Linked DNA regions of Sus scrofa: region 2 is linked to region 1. A link is a contact called in public targeted proximity ligation data. All regions are on one chromosome and are shown on one strand. The core of a region is the stretch at or near the end of the contact, and the rest is flanking DNA. Distances in the headings are between cores, read along the strand shown. Region 1 has its middle 11 kb from the start of RMI2. Region 2 overlaps CLEC16A (protein CLEC16A).

The links.
Region 2: a targeted proximity ligation map of alveolar macrophages shows a contact between it and region 1. A contact is called at or near these places in 8 of 47 Hi-C or Micro-C datasets (blood, epiblast stem cells, mesenteric adipose tissue and 3 more) and 1 of 2 datasets of targeted methods (alveolar macrophages).

What each region holds. Positions count from the first base shown.
Region 1 is chr3:31,802,002-31,806,162 of Sscrofa11.1, reverse strand. No RefSeq gene overlaps it. Among named protein-coding and RNA genes, the nearest start is that of RMI2, 11 kb to the left of the region's middle.
Region 2 is chr3:32,143,011-32,147,171 of Sscrofa11.1, reverse strand. CLEC16A (protein CLEC16A) reads left to right here. Exons shown (of 25, transcript XM_021086617.1): 2 at 1,840-1,968. Among named protein-coding and RNA genes, the nearest start is that of CLEC16A, 13 kb to the left of the region's middle.

The DNA.
Region 1 (4,161 bases), core at 418-2,917:
TGGTGAGGAGGAAAAGAATCTGGAAGAGATGCTGAGGAGAGAGAGCTGTCTTCAACCCCAGGGGTCCAGCCTTGACGGCGTGGCCCTGAGATCTGTTGGGCCACCACATGGCCTGGGGCCAGCGTCGCTAAACCCCAGGCACGGTCCAGACTCACTGCGCAACTGCCTGTGTGTCAGGATAAGGTGAAAACACGCGTCTTCGGCCATAGTGACCTACATTTAGCAGACCTTTGGAGCCTGTGAAAGGGTGACTTTCAGGGGCTCCTGCCTGGTGAGAACGAGGGAGAGAGGAGCCTAGCACGCCTGGGCTGCATTCCTGGTCCTGCCTTTGTCTTTCTGACCTTGGGATTGGAGGTCAGCCTGTGAAGTACCGGGGAACCGAATCAGAGGCCCCTTCCCCGTGCGGATCTGTAGATGGGCACGTAAATTGTTCTCAAGGGTCCTGGTATCTGTCCTCGGAGGGGCCTCTGGTGATGTGACTGAGTCTTACTTTTTTACCTTCGTCCATGCATAGCACACACATCCGTAGATGTTTGCGAATAGCTGGGTTCTGGGTAGGAAGGCAGAGGAAATGTACATGCAGAAGCACCATATTTTTGAATTTCCCCTTGCACTCCAGTGTTTTCAAATGAAAAGAGCCCCTCACAGGCCAAGTCTAGGAGGGCCTTTTGTTTTGCTTTTCCTTTTAAGAATGTTTTATTTTTTTGTCTTTTAGGGCTGCACCCGGGGCACATGGAGGTTCCCAGGCTAGGGGTCGGATTCGGAGCTCTAGCCACTGGCCTACACCAGAGCCACAGCAACACCAGATCCGAGCCACGACTGTGACCTACACCACAACTCACAGCCACACTGGATCCTAATCTGCTGAGCTAGGCCAGGGATCAAACCTGCGTCCTCATGGTTACAAATTGGGGTCGGTACCTGCTGAGCCGCGACGGGAACCTAGGATGGACTTTTGTTTTTTTGTCCTTTCTAGGGCTGCTCCTGCGGCATGTGGAAGTTCCCAGGCCAGGGGTCGGATTCGGAGCTGTAGCCACTGGTCTTCACCAGAGCCACAGCAACACCAGATCCAAGCCACATCTGCGACCTACACCACAGCTCACTGCAACGCTGGATCCTTTAACCCACTGAGCGAGGCCAGGGATCAAACCCACAACTTCATGGTTCCTAGTCGGATTCATTAACCACTGTGTCACGACGGGAACTCCTAGGAGGGCCTTTTGAATCAAGCATCCCAGGTTGTTTATAATCGGCCTGAGGGTGCTTGCCAGCTTGTTTGGGAGTGTTCTCAAGCTTGGGAAGACTTGATAAGGACAGACAGAACTGGAGGAAAAGGGGAGAGATGGCTGAGTCAAAATAAAAGATTCATGTGGTTTGGGCAGAATCTGAAATTATAGTCCTATGAGAATCATTCAACATCTCCTGATGAAGGATGCAAATTCAACCGAGGGCCAGAGCAGGAACTGTGCTAGGAGCTTTCCCCGTGTCAGTGACCCTGGGAGGTGCTTTCCCCTCCTCCGGGAAGACTGTTGCCAGGGAGACAAACCCTCTGGCCAGCAGGCAGGGGCAGGGACCAGTCTCCGGCTGCGACTGTCCCTCTTTGCGGGGGAGGCAGCCAGGGCCCTCATTCTGAGAAAACTGGACCCTCTGGCAACGCCGGGTCTTTATCCTTGGACGCTAGCACCCCCTGCTGGTCAGTCCCAGGCAGAGCTGCTCTGTTCCGTCAGAAATGGGCTGCCAGCCAGTGGCCAAGATGAAAAGCCGCAGAAGGAAGCAAAAGAACAAAACGGGGCTGTGAGACGCTTCACGGCTGTCCGCCCAGGGCGTGTTCACCCATTATGGCCAGGTCCTAATGGGGGGGGATGGGGATGTAGGTTTGGCAACCAGACAGTTTCTGATGGTCCTGCTTTTGAATTTCAGCCCGGCTGTTTAATCACTGGGTCACTCTGGGCAAGTCCCTTCACTTCACTGAACCTTATTTTTTAAGGCCGCACCCACAGCATATGGAGATTCCCAGGCTAGGGGTCAAATCAGAGCTGTAGCCGCTGGCCCACAGCAATGCAGGATCTGAGCCACGTCTGCAACCTACACCACAGCTCACGGCAACGCCAGAGCCTTAACCCACTGAGCGGGGCCAGGGATCAAACCCTTGTCCTCATGGATGCTAGTCAGACGTGTTTCTGCTGAGCCACGATGGAGACTTCCTTTTTTTTTTTTGAGCCTTATTTCTGTCACCTATAGAGAAGGGACAATTTGGGGTCAGAGAGGCGAAGGAACTTGTCTGTGTGACTGTTATAGAATCGGGTCTTAGCAGGTGCTCAAAAAATGCTCACTGTTCTGTCACCAAGCACTTCCTGAGAGCCTCCTAGGTTCCAGCCTCTGGGGACACACGGTGAACAAAAGTCACCTGGTCGTCTCTCTGACCACCCACCCGGCCTCATCTCTCTTACTTACCGCCCAAGACCTGCCCCTGCTTTTAAGGAGTCCCATGACTCAACAGTGATCGTCTTCCCGTGGCAAGGCCCTTTATCTAATCACATCTGCAAAGTCCCCTTTGCCGGGTAAGGTAACACATTTACAGGTTCCAGGGTGAGGACCTGGACACCTTTGGGGCAGGACATTCTACTCAGACTGCCCTCTGCCCTCCAGAGATGCACGTCTGTCCCAAATGCAAAATACATTCACTTGGTCCAAGGTCCCTGCCGCTCTTAACCCATTTACAGCACAACTCAGAGTCCCACATCTCAGCTAAATCTCATTATCCAAATCATCTGTGTCTAGTGTAGGGAGGCTCTGGGTGTCTTTTTTTTTTTTCTTTCTTTCTTTTTAAGGCTGCATCTGTGACATATGAGAGTTCCCCGGGGCCAGGAGTTGAATTGGAGCTGCAGCTGAGGTCTGTACCACACCCACGGCAATACCGGCTCTGAGTTGCAGCTTGCAGCCACCCCCCATCCTTCACCCATTGAGTGAGCCTAGGGATTGGACCATATCCTTAACCCACTAAGCCACAATGGGAACTCCTAATTCATCCTCGTTTCAGTTGGTTCTTTGGCCACACCGGCAGCATGTGGAAATTCCCAGGGTCAGGGATCGAAGCCGCACCACAGCAGGGGCAACACCAGATCCTTAGCCTGCTGAGCCACTGGGGAACTCCTATCATTCATCCTGAGAGCAGTTCCTCTCCAACTGTAAACCTGTGGATCAAAAGAAACAAGTGAATCCCTGAAATATGATGGGGAGCAACCCAGAAGGATGCTGTCTAGCTCTGTCCCTGATCCGAGGGACCAGAGCCATGATAAGGGCCAGAAAGATGAGGAAGAAGGGAGGAAGGAGAGAGAAAAAGAAGAAAGGAAGGGAGGAAGCAAAGAGGCTCTGGTATCTGGCAGTAACAAAATGCTAAGTTTCCCTTCTGCCTTGGCAAATGGGAAGAGAAAAGGAGCTTCTCAGAAGGGCCTGTTAGCATCTAATTCTGTCCACCGAGGAACAAGCAGAACTAGAACTTTTCATCCAACAGGTGCCTGCTTTAAACGATGCACCAGACTCAGACTCTGCCCTCAAGTCTGCAGACCACAGCTGCGCTGCCTTTGGGGGCCTCTCTTCCCTGAGTACTGCCCACCCAGGACCACCCCCCGCCGGCCCTCAGGGGTGTCTAACGTGACTGATTATTAGCCCACTGGGCTGCTTTTAACCTCCTCTCGACCCACATCTTTTATTTGAATCCACATGGGTGGAGTTGAATATAAGCGTGTGAGAGCTCTCAGGTGAGTCTCAGAACCAACCAGGTGTAGCCCCTGCAGACCTACAGCTTCCGGCCCAGACGAGCCTGGTGGGGGGCAGAGGTGCCCCAGCACTGGTTGACTGCTCAGCTCTCTGCTTCCCCAGCTGGGGATGCTTGAGGCTAGAGGAATTGGGCCTTGGCCAGAGGAAGGACAAATGAACTCAGGGGCGACCAGGACCATGGGGGTCCCGCATCCTGAAGCTTCCCTGAGGAGAAGGAGGAGGAGAAATTAGATGACAAAAGCCAAGAGGGAGGAATGGAGCTAGACCACCTGCAGGCACTCCTGCAGGAACCTCGTAAGGTAGTGATATCGCTTTCCTTTTAAAATTTTTTAAATTTTATTATTACTATTATTATTATTATTTTTAGGGCCACGTCCACAG
Region 2 (4,161 bases), core at 787-3,286, 340 kb before region 1:
GATTTGAAGATTTGCGGGGCTTAGATGGGTGCAGGGCCCATGGGGGTCCGGAGTGAGGAGCCAGAGTCTGTCGCTTCAGCAGGGGATTCTGACGCAGGAGGCCTGTGAATCACAATTTGAAAAAGTCTGCTCTTGGGGGCTTCTGGGGAAGAGGCAGGTGAGGTGAGGTGGAGACATAGATTCACCAGTGGATCCCCCTGGAGTCATCCCAGGGCAGTCAGTGCCGGGGGTGACCTAATCACAGAGCACTGCTGGCTGCACTCCCTCGAGCGGCTCTGCCGGTGGACCTGGGCACAGGCGCTGGACGTCTCTGTTTGGAGAGAGCTGTACTAGCATTGCATGTTCAGAGTTGATGCAGTTGTGGGGTTCCTGTTGTGATGCAGCATAAACAATCCAACTAGTAACCTTGAGGTTGTGGGTTTGATCCCTGGCCTCACTCAGTGGGTTAAGGATCCGGCGTTGCCATGAGCTGTGATGTAGGTCACAGACTCGGCTCGGATCTGGCATTGCTGTGCCTGTGGTGTAGGCCGGCTGCAGCTCTGATTCCACCCCTAGCCTGGGAACTTCCATATGCTACGGGTGCAGCCCTAACAAGCAAAAAAACAAAAACAAAACCCCCCAAAAACCCAAAAAACAAAAACAGAGTTGATGCAGTTTTTAATTAGATTAATTAAATGATTCAGTGACGAATTATACCATATCTTTAAAGTATAACGAAGATCGAAAATACTAATAAATAAAACCCAGCCCCCGAAAGCAGCAGATCGTTCCCTGTTGTTCCATTTGCAAGGTTCCACCTCTACACGTCCTACCCATTTTTAGAGATTTGCGACCTATCTAACCTTTCCCTACCTTGCCGTCACCAGCCCTCACCCCCCAACTGAAGTGACCAGAAGTCAGGAGGTGACTGTTGCTGAGTCAGTCCCTCTTGCTGTCCCCTTTTCCTTCCCATGCCATGACAGCTGAAGTCGCCTTAGTCTGGAGACATTGTCTCTTAAAAGCTGCGCCAGTTGGCACCCTGTGGGCACTGGCTAGTTAGCTAGTCCCACACCACTCAGGACTGGCCTCTGTGATTCCTGCGGTGGCCTCACCAGTGGCAGAGGGCCTTGAGGGCTGGGCCAGGCCTTTGTCTCTGCTCCAGCAGCTGGCACAGATCTGAAGCAGCGAGGCCTTCCAGGCATGTTTGGGTGGGTGAGGGACGTAGCCCTTGCCTCCCAAACCCATTTTGCATTAGTCTGTGCTCAGCAAATAAGTTTGGCGCCACCTGTGTCATTTGAGCCCTCAGTCCTGATGGGCATTCTGCACATCACGGGGGGTTATGGGCCATTCAAAGGTGAGCACGAGTGCACATGATTTTGCCCTCAGCTCCGGGACCCCCATCCCGGGTCTCTGACTCCACCTGTCATCCCTGTATCTGCCCGGTTGTGCGTCAGGCTCCTGGGCTGAGCCCTGCACCTCCACCTGCTCCCCGACGCGGGAATCGCCTGCGAGAGTGTGGAGAAGGCCGGCGGTGCCTGGTCTACCCTTAGTTCTGCCGGGTCTGAGTCTCCGGGGGTCTGCAGCCCATTTGTCCAGCTCTCAGTCTGAGGATGGCTGTCTTGAAAAGCTGAAGATCTTGCTTCAGTTTGAGTCACGTGTCCCTGGCTATTTAACCCTTCAAGGCATCGGCTGCTGTTTTCCCTTGGGTGATGAGTCATGTCTCCTGAGTGGGAATTGTGCTCACAACCAAATCTGAAAAAAGCACAGCCTAATTGTCCCCCACATGTCACAAGTGGTCACTGAGCCTGGCTTCCATTTCAGTTGGTAACCTTGAACTCTCTTTTCTTTCCTTTCTCTCAGGTATCTGTACCATGTTTTGACCAAAAACACCACTGTCACAGAGCAGAACCGGAACCTGCTGGTGGAGACCATTCGATCCATCACCGAGATCCTGATCTGGGGGGATCAGAATGACAGCTCTGTATTTGAGTAAGGGCATCTGGTTTTTTGTTGTTTTTTGATTCTTCTTCCTCCCGTGACTATTTTTCTAACTGTGTACCATGAGTCATTCCTGGTGATGTCACAATTTAACGCCAGCTTGGTCTTGCACAGATATCCGTCTCTGTCTCTCTCTATAAAATGTCCTTGAAACACTGTAAAAATGCCAGCTAAAAATGGGAGGGTTATGGAAATGAATGTCTCCAGAAAAACTGAAAATGTGATGGATACTTTTCCTAGTAATGTCTCATTATCTCCCCAAAGGAAGGAGAAAATGTCTTGGGTAGTTAGATTCTTGGTCAACTTAAAAGACCCTTCCCTGGGGGAGACAGTAAGGGCTTTTGCTGTGTTTACTGTTGAATGGCCACAGTGCAGAGCTCTTAGGAGATAAATCCTTCTAAGTCTTCCAGCTTCTCCAGGGTGGAGGCCATGTAGCCATCCCCATCCCCACCCCCATTCTTATCCCTATCCCCATTCTCATCTTCATCCCTAACCCCATTCTCATCCCCATCTTCATCCCCAACTCCATCTTCACCCCCATCTTCATCCCGTTTCTGTCGCCATCTTCATCCTCATCCCCATCTTCCTCCCCTTCCCATCCCCATCTTCATTCCCATCTCCGTCTTCATCCCTGTCCCCATCCTCATCGTCACCCCACCTCCATCCTTGTTTATGCTCAAGGTCACATAGCTGGTAAGTGGAGCAGTGGCTCACGCTCTGGAGCCCATGGAAGGGTTTCTCTCACTCTTGTACTTACTAGATGAGCAGTCTTAGGCCACTGTACTTTCCTCATCTTTAAATGAGAGAGAGCAAGTGCTCTGCCCAGTGCCTAGTACCGAATAGGCACTCAAGAAATAAAAGCAAACGATAATTTTAAAAGGTGTCCCTACTGGACAGTTAAAAAGCAAGGACCATAGCCCATCAACTGCTTTTTCCAACAGACCTGTCCCAACATCTGAGTACAGAAGAATTGGGGTTATGACAACCACCAAACACAGATGTTCTTTTTATAGAAAACAATTTCAGTGATAAGTATTGAGGCCACTTAAAAACAAATTTAAAATAAATAGAGGTGTTTGACTCCTAGCCCAACTTCTTATTAGATATCCTGATTTTCTGGTAGCTCTGTATTTTCATCAGTAAGGTTAGCTAAGGTAGAGATACTGTGGAAAATGCAAATTGTCTAGAAGGCAAACCAGTGACACCGGCTGTGATACCCAGGGGAAAACATGCGTGAAGTGGGTGTCGCTCCTAAACGGGACTGGTTGCCTTTAAGGATCCCCGGGGAGTATACTGTTGGTTGGTTGTTTGGTGTCTGTTTATGGAAACGAGAAAGGCCCTTGAGGTGAAGATTAGAAACCATGGCCCCTTTACTAAAATGAACTTAGTACCATCTGTCATGTAGAGAAACTGCTGCGCTCTTAGAGGCCCAGTGATTCTTAAATGGCTGCCCAACAGAGGCCCGAGAAAATTTGTTTTTAATCCATTTTTAAGTTAGGGGATAATTTTAGATTTAGATGGGGGTGGGGACAGAAAGTCCCCATTTACTCCTCACCCTGTTTTCCCATTAATGCCTTAAATGCCTAGAGTGCATTTTGTCAAAACTGAGATGCAGAGTTCCCGTCAAGGCTCAGCAGAAACAAATCTGGCTAGCATCCATGAGGATACAGGTTCGATCCCTGGCCTTGCTCGGTTGGTTAAGGATCCGGTGTTGCCGTGAGCTGTGGTGTAGGTTGCAGATGCGGCTCAGATCTGGTGTTGCTGTGGCTGTGTTGTAGGCCAGTGGCTACAGCTCCAATTGGACCCTTAGCCTGGGAACCTTCATATGCTGTGGGTACGGCCCTAAAAATACCAAAAAATAAACAAATAAAAATGAAGCAAAGAAAGAATAAATTATTTAAAAAAAAAAAAAAAAAAGCTGAGATGCTAACATTACTATTCCATCAACTCCAGACCTGATTTGGATTTTGCCAGTTTTCCCACTAACATCCTCTTTCTGCTCTAGGATCCCAATCCAGCTCCCACAACACATTTTTTTTTTTTTTTTTTTTTTTTTTTTTTTTGCCACACTTGCAGCATGTGGAAGTTCCCGGGCCAGGGATTGAACCCACACCACAGCTGTGAACCCAGCCACAGCAGTGACACTTTAACCCACTGAGCCACCAGGGGCCTCTTCCCACAATG